Regions from separate parts of the Bos taurus genome. Here region 1 is linked to region 2. The links are chromatin contacts, called in public Hi-C maps. All regions are on one chromosome and are shown on one strand. The core of a region is the stretch at or near the end of the contact, and the rest is flanking DNA. Distances in the headings are between cores, read along the strand shown. Region 1 overlaps CBFA2T2 (CBFA2/RUNX1 partner transcriptional co-repressor 2). Region 2 has its middle 17 kb from the start of SNTA1.

What was found. A called contact is a pair of places that touch in the nucleus more often than the background predicts.
Region 1: a contact with region 2 is called in a Hi-C map of an unstated tissue, with 4 times the contacts expected there. The contact joins two enhancer-like sites. A contact is called at or near these places in 2 of 11 Hi-C or Micro-C datasets (skeletal muscle and an unstated tissue).

The regions. Positions count from the first base shown.
Region 1 is chr13:63,097,541-63,101,684 of ARS-UCD2.0, reverse strand. CBFA2T2 (CBFA2/RUNX1 partner transcriptional co-repressor 2) reads right to left here. Exons shown (of 12, transcript XR_003037873.2): 11 at 605-771; 12 at 1-424. It also overlaps the pseudogene LOC785968. Among named protein-coding and RNA genes, the nearest start is that of C13H20orf144, 14 kb to the left of the region's middle. Within about 2 kb of position 2,569, at least 12 of the 102 cell types and tissues checked have an H3K27ac peak or open chromatin away from gene starts, as enhancers often do.
Region 2 is chr13:62,930,444-62,934,803 of ARS-UCD2.0, reverse strand. No RefSeq gene overlaps it. Among named protein-coding and RNA genes, the nearest start is that of SNTA1, 17 kb to the right of the region's middle. Within about 2 kb of position 2,278, at least 26 of the 102 cell types and tissues checked have an H3K27ac peak or open chromatin away from gene starts, as enhancers often do.

The DNA.
Region 1 (4,144 bases), core at 1,320-3,819, 170 kb before region 2:
ACAGGATTTGCATTTTTGCTTCTGCCAGATCCCAGGAAATACAAACCTGGAATCATCTTAATTCTTCAGTCCAGGTATTCTTTGACCTCTGGAGTAAGGAGAATCTGACCTTAGCCCCAGGAGATAGCAGACATTAGAGGCTCTGATCAGTTTCCCCTGCTCGCCTTCTCACTGAGGCCAAAGCCAGCGCCCTGGCTTCACGGAGAGGTCCCGGTGGTTTTGTTTCATTTTGTACAGACTCAAAGCCGAGTGCCACAGTCCCTTAAACTTCTGACTTTTTGGAATTTCTTTTGCCCTCATGGAGCAGTTTTCCTCTACTGAATTACTACTGTGGTTTTAACTTAACAGTCACAGGCTTGAGATCCCCTGGGTGGTGGAGGACAGTGCTGGGCAGCTGATGAGAAAGACTGGCAGTTGGCACCATCTGCATGAAAGATCATACAGTTAAGCCCCCATCTTGCCTTCTAGGGCCAAGACAATCCTTTTCCCAACCCTGAGATCTAGTAACCAACTCCTCCCTTTGCATTTCGGGGGCCCATGAAGCTGATGGCGCCAACAAGCCTCTAGGGCGAGGCTGCTCAGTAGGAGTTCTAGGGCTACTTACTTTCCAGAAATGGATATCTGGGTGACAGGAGTGAGGCTGGGGCCAGTCGGGCCCATGGGAAATGGTCTCTGGCCAGGAAACCGGACAGCCCAAGACCTCACATGCACAGGTGTGCCTGCAGCAACCTTCATGGCTCAGCTAGTCAGGTCACCTCAGAGCCATCGGACCTGTTGGAGGCACAGCAAGCTGGTGAGCTTTCAGGGGAAGCAGTCTGGACACAGAGTCAAACACCCAAGAAATGTCCAGTTCCAGAAATCCCACTGGAAAATTACCCCAAAGAAGGAAATCATGCTTAGGAAATGTTCACTTTAGTACGTGAGGGAAAACCTGAAAGCAACCCAACTGCCCCACAGGAGGTGAGGCATTAAGGACAACCATGACCCTGAGGGAACTCTCTGGCAGTCTGGGGGTTAGGACTCCATGCTCACAGATGAGCACCGGGGTTCAGTCCCGGGTACAACTCAGATCCTCCGTGAGCCGCGTGGTGTGGCCAAATCAGACAAACAAAAACACGGCCTTGATTAGATCATACAACTAGTAAGCAAATAAACATGAAGGCAACAGTGAACTTATTTATGATTTAACATCAGTGTAAAAAGGAATATTCCCAAATCCAGGTATGTTAAAAAATGTTTAAGGAGCTTTTCCAGTAAGCGGCCTGAGGTGACCCCTAAAAATGGTGCGCTATTCACTTGACCCAGAAAATCCCACAAAATCATGCAAATCAAGAGGTTCAAATCTTCGTGTTCACTTTAAGAACACTCGTGAAACTGCCCAGGCCATAAAGGGTATGCATATCCGAAAAGCTACCAAGTATCTGAAGGATGTCACTTTAAAGAAGCAATGTGTGCCATTCCGTCATTACAACGGTGCAGCTGGTAGGTGTGCACAGGCCAAACAGTGGGGCTGGACGCAGGGTCGGTGACCCAAAAAGAGTGCTGAATTTTTACTGCACGTACTCAAAAATGCAGAGTAATGCTGAACTCACGGGCTTAGATGTAGATTCTCTGGTCATTGAGCACATCCAGGTGAACAAAGCCCCCAAGATGTGGCTCAGGACTTGCAGAGCTCACGGTCGGATCAACCCCTACATGAGCTCTCCCTGCCACATTGAGATGATCCTTATTGAAAAAGAACAGATTGTTCCTAAACCAGAAGAGGAGGTTGCACAAAGAAAAAGCTATCCCAGGAGAAACTGAAGAAACTCTTATGGCCCGGGAATAAATGCCGCAAAAAATAAGTGCAAATAAAAGTAAAAAAAAAAAAGTTTAAGGAAAGTTATTGGAAAAGAAAAAGGACCTACAGAGCCACTATCCTACTCTTCAAACGTTCTCTGGTTATTTTCCTCATTGAAAGATCACTTAATGGTGAAGGGCTGACACGGAGCTGGGAGATCTGTGTGCTGTTGTTGGCACTTGGCTTCCCACAGTTCCAGCAGCCGGAACCACCTCCTAGCAGATCGAGGAACAAGGCAGAGGGGATGTAGAAACCTGCGGGCAGGATGTCTTACACAAGTCCACGCACCACCTTCCCTCTTAATCCCATTCCAGCTTGAGTCAGAAAAGGAATATAGCCTTTTTATTGACTACTTGAAGTAGAACAAACTAAATACATATTTAACAGTTTTGGTTCATTTATACAGTACCTTAAATAAGTTATGCACAGAGTTAAGTAACAAAAGTTCCTATCAGAGTAAAATGACAAAGCACAGAAAAAAATCAACTCTACCGCATCCTGTGGGTGGTTTCACATTCATCATCCCCCTTAAAAAAACCACGCTTGGAAGCTCAGTTTTGGATTTATTTACATTATTGGCTTTCTCTGTGGATGGAGCTTTTGTAGCCTCATCAGGAACTTGGAAAGCTGTGAAAGTGGACTGAAGGCCTCTGAGCCAAACAGCACTTTCAGCCATCCGCCTAATGCTTATTGCCGCTTCTCTCTGCCAACTCCAACGCAGGCCCGGGGCTGTCCCTGCCAGCCGCCAGCCGCACATGCCCTATTTGGTATAAGCATCAATGAGTGTACACTGGGCAGTTGTGGGTCTGACCAGATGGGGTAGCAGGGGAAGCGCCATCTCTGGGGCTATGGAGGCAAAGCGGGGAGGCAAAGGCTGCCCTCAGGCCTCAACCTTCTCCTGGCTCATGATGGAAAAGGTTGCCTGCACCATCGTCTTTGGAATTGAGCACGTCAATGCACGTGGGCAAAGAGGCAGGTAGTCAACATTTTGGTTTCACAAGAACTACAGACACGCAGAGTTGGAAAGGGCCCTATTCAACAGCTTGCCCAGTAACCCCCCACCCCACCCCAGACGGAGTCCCAACAGCTGGCTGGTTGGCCCATGCTGGAACAGTCCATTTCTCTCTGGTTTTTCTTACATTTGGTTTTTCTTACTGCTACCACCCAGTTCTCTGTAAATTGATTAAGGAAAAAAAAAAAATCTAAGAAATCTGGCTTAGTCTATTGTCCTGGGAGCCTGGAAATCAGTTCTGAAGAAAGCCTCGAAGATGAGTTCTATTTTAAATGATTTACTCAATCCATAATCTCATCTACAGTTTCCAGGACAAACAGCCATGTGGTCATTATTCATGCTTTCATCCTGAAGAACTCATGACCACACAATTTTAATTGTGTTGTTGGAACTTCAAGCCCACTTGCTGAGATCTCTTCTGGAACTGCCCACAAGGTCTGCCCTTTGCAAGCAGGTGACAGACAGCACTGGGGATCCATCTGACTTTGGGACAAGGCTGTACAAAGTGAAGTGTAGATTTTCTGTCTAGAAGCTGAAGATGCTCACGTTGACACCAACAAGTGAGGAGCTCCAGGTGGAGCCACTGGTCCAGATGTGCAAAAGTCATCTACACGGCAGAGGGCCCGCAGCAGCCAGCGCCAGGCATGGACCTTTGCCAGGGTGATGGGTCTTGTTTCCAGACTAAAATCCACTGAGACACACACAGGACTCAGCACTGTCCAAGAGAAGGTGCATTTGCTCTGTGACCTCAGGGTGGCATGACTGAGCCCCATCCTGAGAGCTGCAAGGACGCCCCCAGGGGAAGCTCTCATATTCAGGAGGAGGGCTGCTCACTTCCGAGCAGGTGGAATGAACCTGAGTCTGTTTTCACCACTGGGTGGAGCAGGCAGTGGGGGCCCAGAGGATGATTGAAGCTCTGAGGATCCGGCCCTAAAGCTTCCCTCAGAACATTTAAAACAGCTCCCATGCTGGCTACTTCCGGTCTTCTCTGGCTCCTGCAGCCATTCCTCACTAGGCAGAGGAGAGTGATGTGCCACCGCTTGTCACACTTGCCTTCGATCCCTAGGATAACACGAAGAGCCCAGGACCACTCGGGCAAGACCTTCAGGACCACCACTATGTCTTGTCTTTGTCCCCTTAAACTATAAAGGTTGGTCCTCTAAGCAGTCTGATTACAGTAAGATACTTTAAGTCTAACTAGATGAAAGGGGGAGCCTGAATTTGCACCATCAATATGGTTATCAGCAGACACGGAAAACAAGTGGGGAACCTGGACTCAGCCCTGGCCCTCC
Region 2 (4,360 bases), core at 1,029-3,528:
AGTACTACCATTTTAAACAAGTTTTTTCAAATTTTTTTATTTTCGTTTTTTACAGAAGTGATAAAACAGTAGAGCTTCCATTCCATTGCATTCCTCTACTCCTCTATCCCACTGCCCTTCCTGCCCTCCACGGGGGAGTTTGGTTTTCATAAATGCCTTGAGTCTGGGTTTCCACAAGCACCATGCATTGTTTATAATTGTACTCCTTTTTATGAGTTGTCCTCAAATCATACACAATATTATTTGTGTGTTTTAAAAGTGTTATGTAATTTGTCACATTGTTTGCCACATCTTGCTGCAACTTGAATTTTTCACCTTATCTTTTTCAAGATCCATCCATTTCTAGTTCAATTTCTTTACCTGTAGTAATTGTGTCATATAAAGAGACCACATTTTATTTGTCTATTGTCAACTTCTCTAGAAAGACCACCAGGAAAATCTGTTGCTCTTAGGTAAAATTGAGTTAATGAAATCTGTTGCAGCAAGGGCAGTGAGTTTCCCGTGGGCTCAGCAGTCAAGAATATGCCTGCCAATGCAGGAGACTCAGGTTCCATCCCTGGGTTGGAAGATCTCCTGAAGAAGGAAATGGTAACCCACCACAGTGTTCTTGCCTGGAAAATCCCATGGTCAGAGGAGCCTGGTGGGCTACAGTCCACGGGGTTGCAAAGGAGCTGAACACGACTTAGTGACTAAATAACAGTAAGGGGGAGCAGTATCTCCAGGGAGTCTTAGTGCCTCAAAAAAAGGGTGATCAGGGAAGAACACTTATAGGGTTATTTATAGCTTATGTGATTTTAGTTTCCTGACTAGGGATTGAATCTCAGCCCTCAGCAGTGAGAGCAAGGAGTCCTAACCATTGGACCACCAGGGAATTCCCAAGTAGAAGTCTTTTAAAGCAGAAAACTGGCTGCGATTGTGCAAAGTTTGTGACAAAACAGTTTGGAGTTGGTGGACACCTGAGAAGAGGTTCTTGAAACTTCGACAAATGAACTGACGTCTGATAAGAGAGGTATTTGCCAAGGTGAGCAAACTTTGCCCAAACAAACTGGTTAGCAAGAATTTCCTGAGGCAAATAGCAAAGTTATTTACTGGTTTACAGTCTTATCTTTCTGGGCAAGAATTTCCTGGAACAAATGGTCAAGTCCTGTTGACATAGGGGGACCTCAGTTCTCAGACCCAATAACTGAGTAACAGTGAGGAAATGATCTAGGTTCTTATACACTAAGTCTCCTACCTAAGAACAAGTTCCTTTCAGGAAGCACATTCATGAGTCCAATTTGTCAGTCCAACAGAGTTAGCCTAGGTACCCAACTAACGCCATTGGTTATATAGTACTACTCTGTAATAGGTTTATAATACTTTTTACACAAATAATATCTAACAAACCAACACACACACACAAATAAACATTTTAAATCTTATAGTACAGTATCTTGAAAAGTACAGTAGTACCGAACAACAGCTAGCATATCAGGGCTGGCATCGAGTGAGCAGGCAAGAAGAGTGACTGACTGGAGGATGGAGAGGAGGTGGGAGATGTTAGAATGGAAGGGTCATCAACAATAGGAGACAGAGGGCAACCTGCAGTTTCACTCACGCCTGACGTTGATGCAATGCACATTTGCTATCTTTGAAAGTTCGAAACTTGAAGGTTCATATGTGGGGGACTTACCAGAACCTATTGATGGGTGTTTGGGTTATTGCCAGTGTTCAGCTATTACACATGGTGTTGCAATGACATCTTGAGCATACGGGTGAGAGTTTCTCTGGAGTCCTTACCTAGAAGAGGAATTGCTAGGTAGCTAGATATGAGCGTTTGCAACTTTCCTAGAGTCTGTGTTCTTTCTAACCCACCTCCCTGACTTCAGAAGAGGAAAATCTCCCTCCGAGACCACCAGAGCAGAAGGCAGGAACTGCCAGGGCTTTGCCCACACTGGCTGCCTGCCCACCTGCCTGCCTGCCCTCCCTTGTTCTAGCAGATTAACAGTGACCTGTGACCCTGACAGGCTGGCCACACTCCCGGCCAATTCCAGCCTGTCGAAAGGAGTCCCCAGGGGTAGTCAGGGCTCGGGGATATGTTGGCCAGATGGGCCTGGGAGGTCTTGGGTTGGGTTTATCCCAGGAGGCAGAGCAGGTGGGCAGCCCCCAGCACCCCACCCCCATTTCCCCCATCATGCATCACTGGGTTGGAGCTGGAGCCAGATGGTGGGGATGGGGCAGCCTTGTAGCTTCTGGTCTGACAAAGGATCCTCTGTACTGCCTCCCTGCCCCCCCTCTCCCTGACCAGCTTGGCTAGTCTAGTCTCTGGCTGCCCAGTCATTCTCAGCCTTGGCCTGCCTTGCCCTGCATAGCTTTTCTGCTGAAACTGTCCCTCCCCCATGTGCTATTTGTGGAGGAAGTTTCCCAAGCAGTGTTCCTGGAGAGCCTTGAACTTGGAAACCCACTTACCATCCATCTGAGGGTGGGGAGATGTGACTGAGTATGGCTCTGTTTTTATAACAGGTCACCAATTCAAATATACTAAGAAGATCAAGTGCAACGGGCCATGGAGGGATTGTGGCAAACCAGTGCCTGGCCCTCAGGAGGCCCTCACTGATGGCCCCTCTGATTACTGCAGGTGGGGAAGCCGAAGCCTACAGAGGAGGGTGCTTGCAGGAGAGTCTCATGGATAGAAGAATAAGCTTGGGAGTCAGGCCTACCTGAATTAATCCAGATCTATTACTGAGAGTGAGTCCTTGGGCAGATCACCTAAACTCTCATTCCTCATCCGAAATGGGGCTAATTAAATCTTTATCATAGAGAACAGTCCTGAGGGAGAGGGAAGACAAGGCAAGGAAAGCATCTGGTACAGAGTTGGTCCTCAATACATATGAACTAAATCTCACTGTTGTCCCTGGAAACGAGGAAGAGGTTGAAGGTGCTGCTAGAGACGAGAAAGCCTCAGGGTGGGGAGAGGAGGATCCCAGAGCATCTGTAGGTGATTGATTCAGTCCTGGAGTCCTCCCCAAGGACGCCCCCAATTACACTTGCGCAACCTTTTTTTTGGCTGTGACTCTGTTTCTTTATCTGTAAAATGGGTTAAATGAGAACTGTTATCTCCTAGGAGGCTATGAGGATGAAATAAGCTATCACCTGGAAGGTTTATGAACCATATTCAGTAAGTATTCATCACTACTATTAGGAGGTTAGGAGTCACCCCTGCCTCCTCACCCAGGCTGGGTTTCAGAGGGTCTCCAAGTCAGATCTTCGGCGTAGCTGAGGGAAGGAAGGGAACAGGCTGCTCTGGATGATCAAGAGCCCTGGGTTTCCTCTGGATGCACCACTATTTTGCTGGGAGACTCTAGGCCTCTGGGGAGTGGATGGTTTGGCCTCTGCTGTTTCTCATAAGTCTGTGGTTCCAGAATAGTCTCTGATGTGGGCAAGAGCATGAAGGGAGAAGGCAGTGGGGAGGGAGGTAAGCGGAGCTGAGCCATGGGACTGCAGTCAGGCCGGCCCTCCTGAGGTCCTGCCTCCAGGAATCCATCTCCCCACACAGGGTCTGGGCATGTTTCAACTGGCTCCTTGATGCCAAGTGAAGTCTATTAATATCAAAGTAATGAGGTAATTACTGTGATTCGGAAAAATTACTAGTGAGTGCTTTTGAGGGAATTTCAGACCAGAGAGGAGGGAGAATGAAACATCTGTGTGGAGAGGAAGGAAGGGTTATTCTGGACACAGCACAAGGACGGGTGAGCTCTGAGCCCAGGGGGGCTCCCTCCACAGCTTGGAACTCTTCTTGGAGTGGGTGAAGAAGAGCTGTATGTATACATATTCCTCAGGAGGGGCAGAGAAGAGCTGTGTGTGTGTGTGTGTGTGTGTGTGTGTGTGTGTGTGTGTTGGGGAGGGGGCTGGGTGAAGAACAAATGGGGGAACCAGAGGCCAATCCCCTTTTCATAGCCTAGTCTGTAACCTCTGACCCTCATTGAAAGATCTCCACCCCCAAGTCACCCCAGTTCTGGGACCACTGGCCGGAGAAGGGTTGGGTGGGAGACTCCTGAATCAGAGAAGCTGAGAAGAGCTCAGAAGTCAAGGTTGTCCACGGATAATTCTTGGACCACAGCATCATTGTCATCTGGGAACTTGCTAAAAATGCAAATGAGTCTATGGCAGACCCACTGAATCAAAACTCTGGGTTTATTAATGGCTGAATGGGGCTCAGCAATTGGTGTTTTAATAAGCCCCTAATAGAGGCCTGAAATGATAGACAGGGCTAGGCTCAGGAATTGAGGATGGAGACTGCTTTGAGAGGCTTTGAGGAAGCTGAACCATAGGAGTTGATGCCAGAGTGGATGTGGAAGATAGCATGGTAGGATAGTAGTAG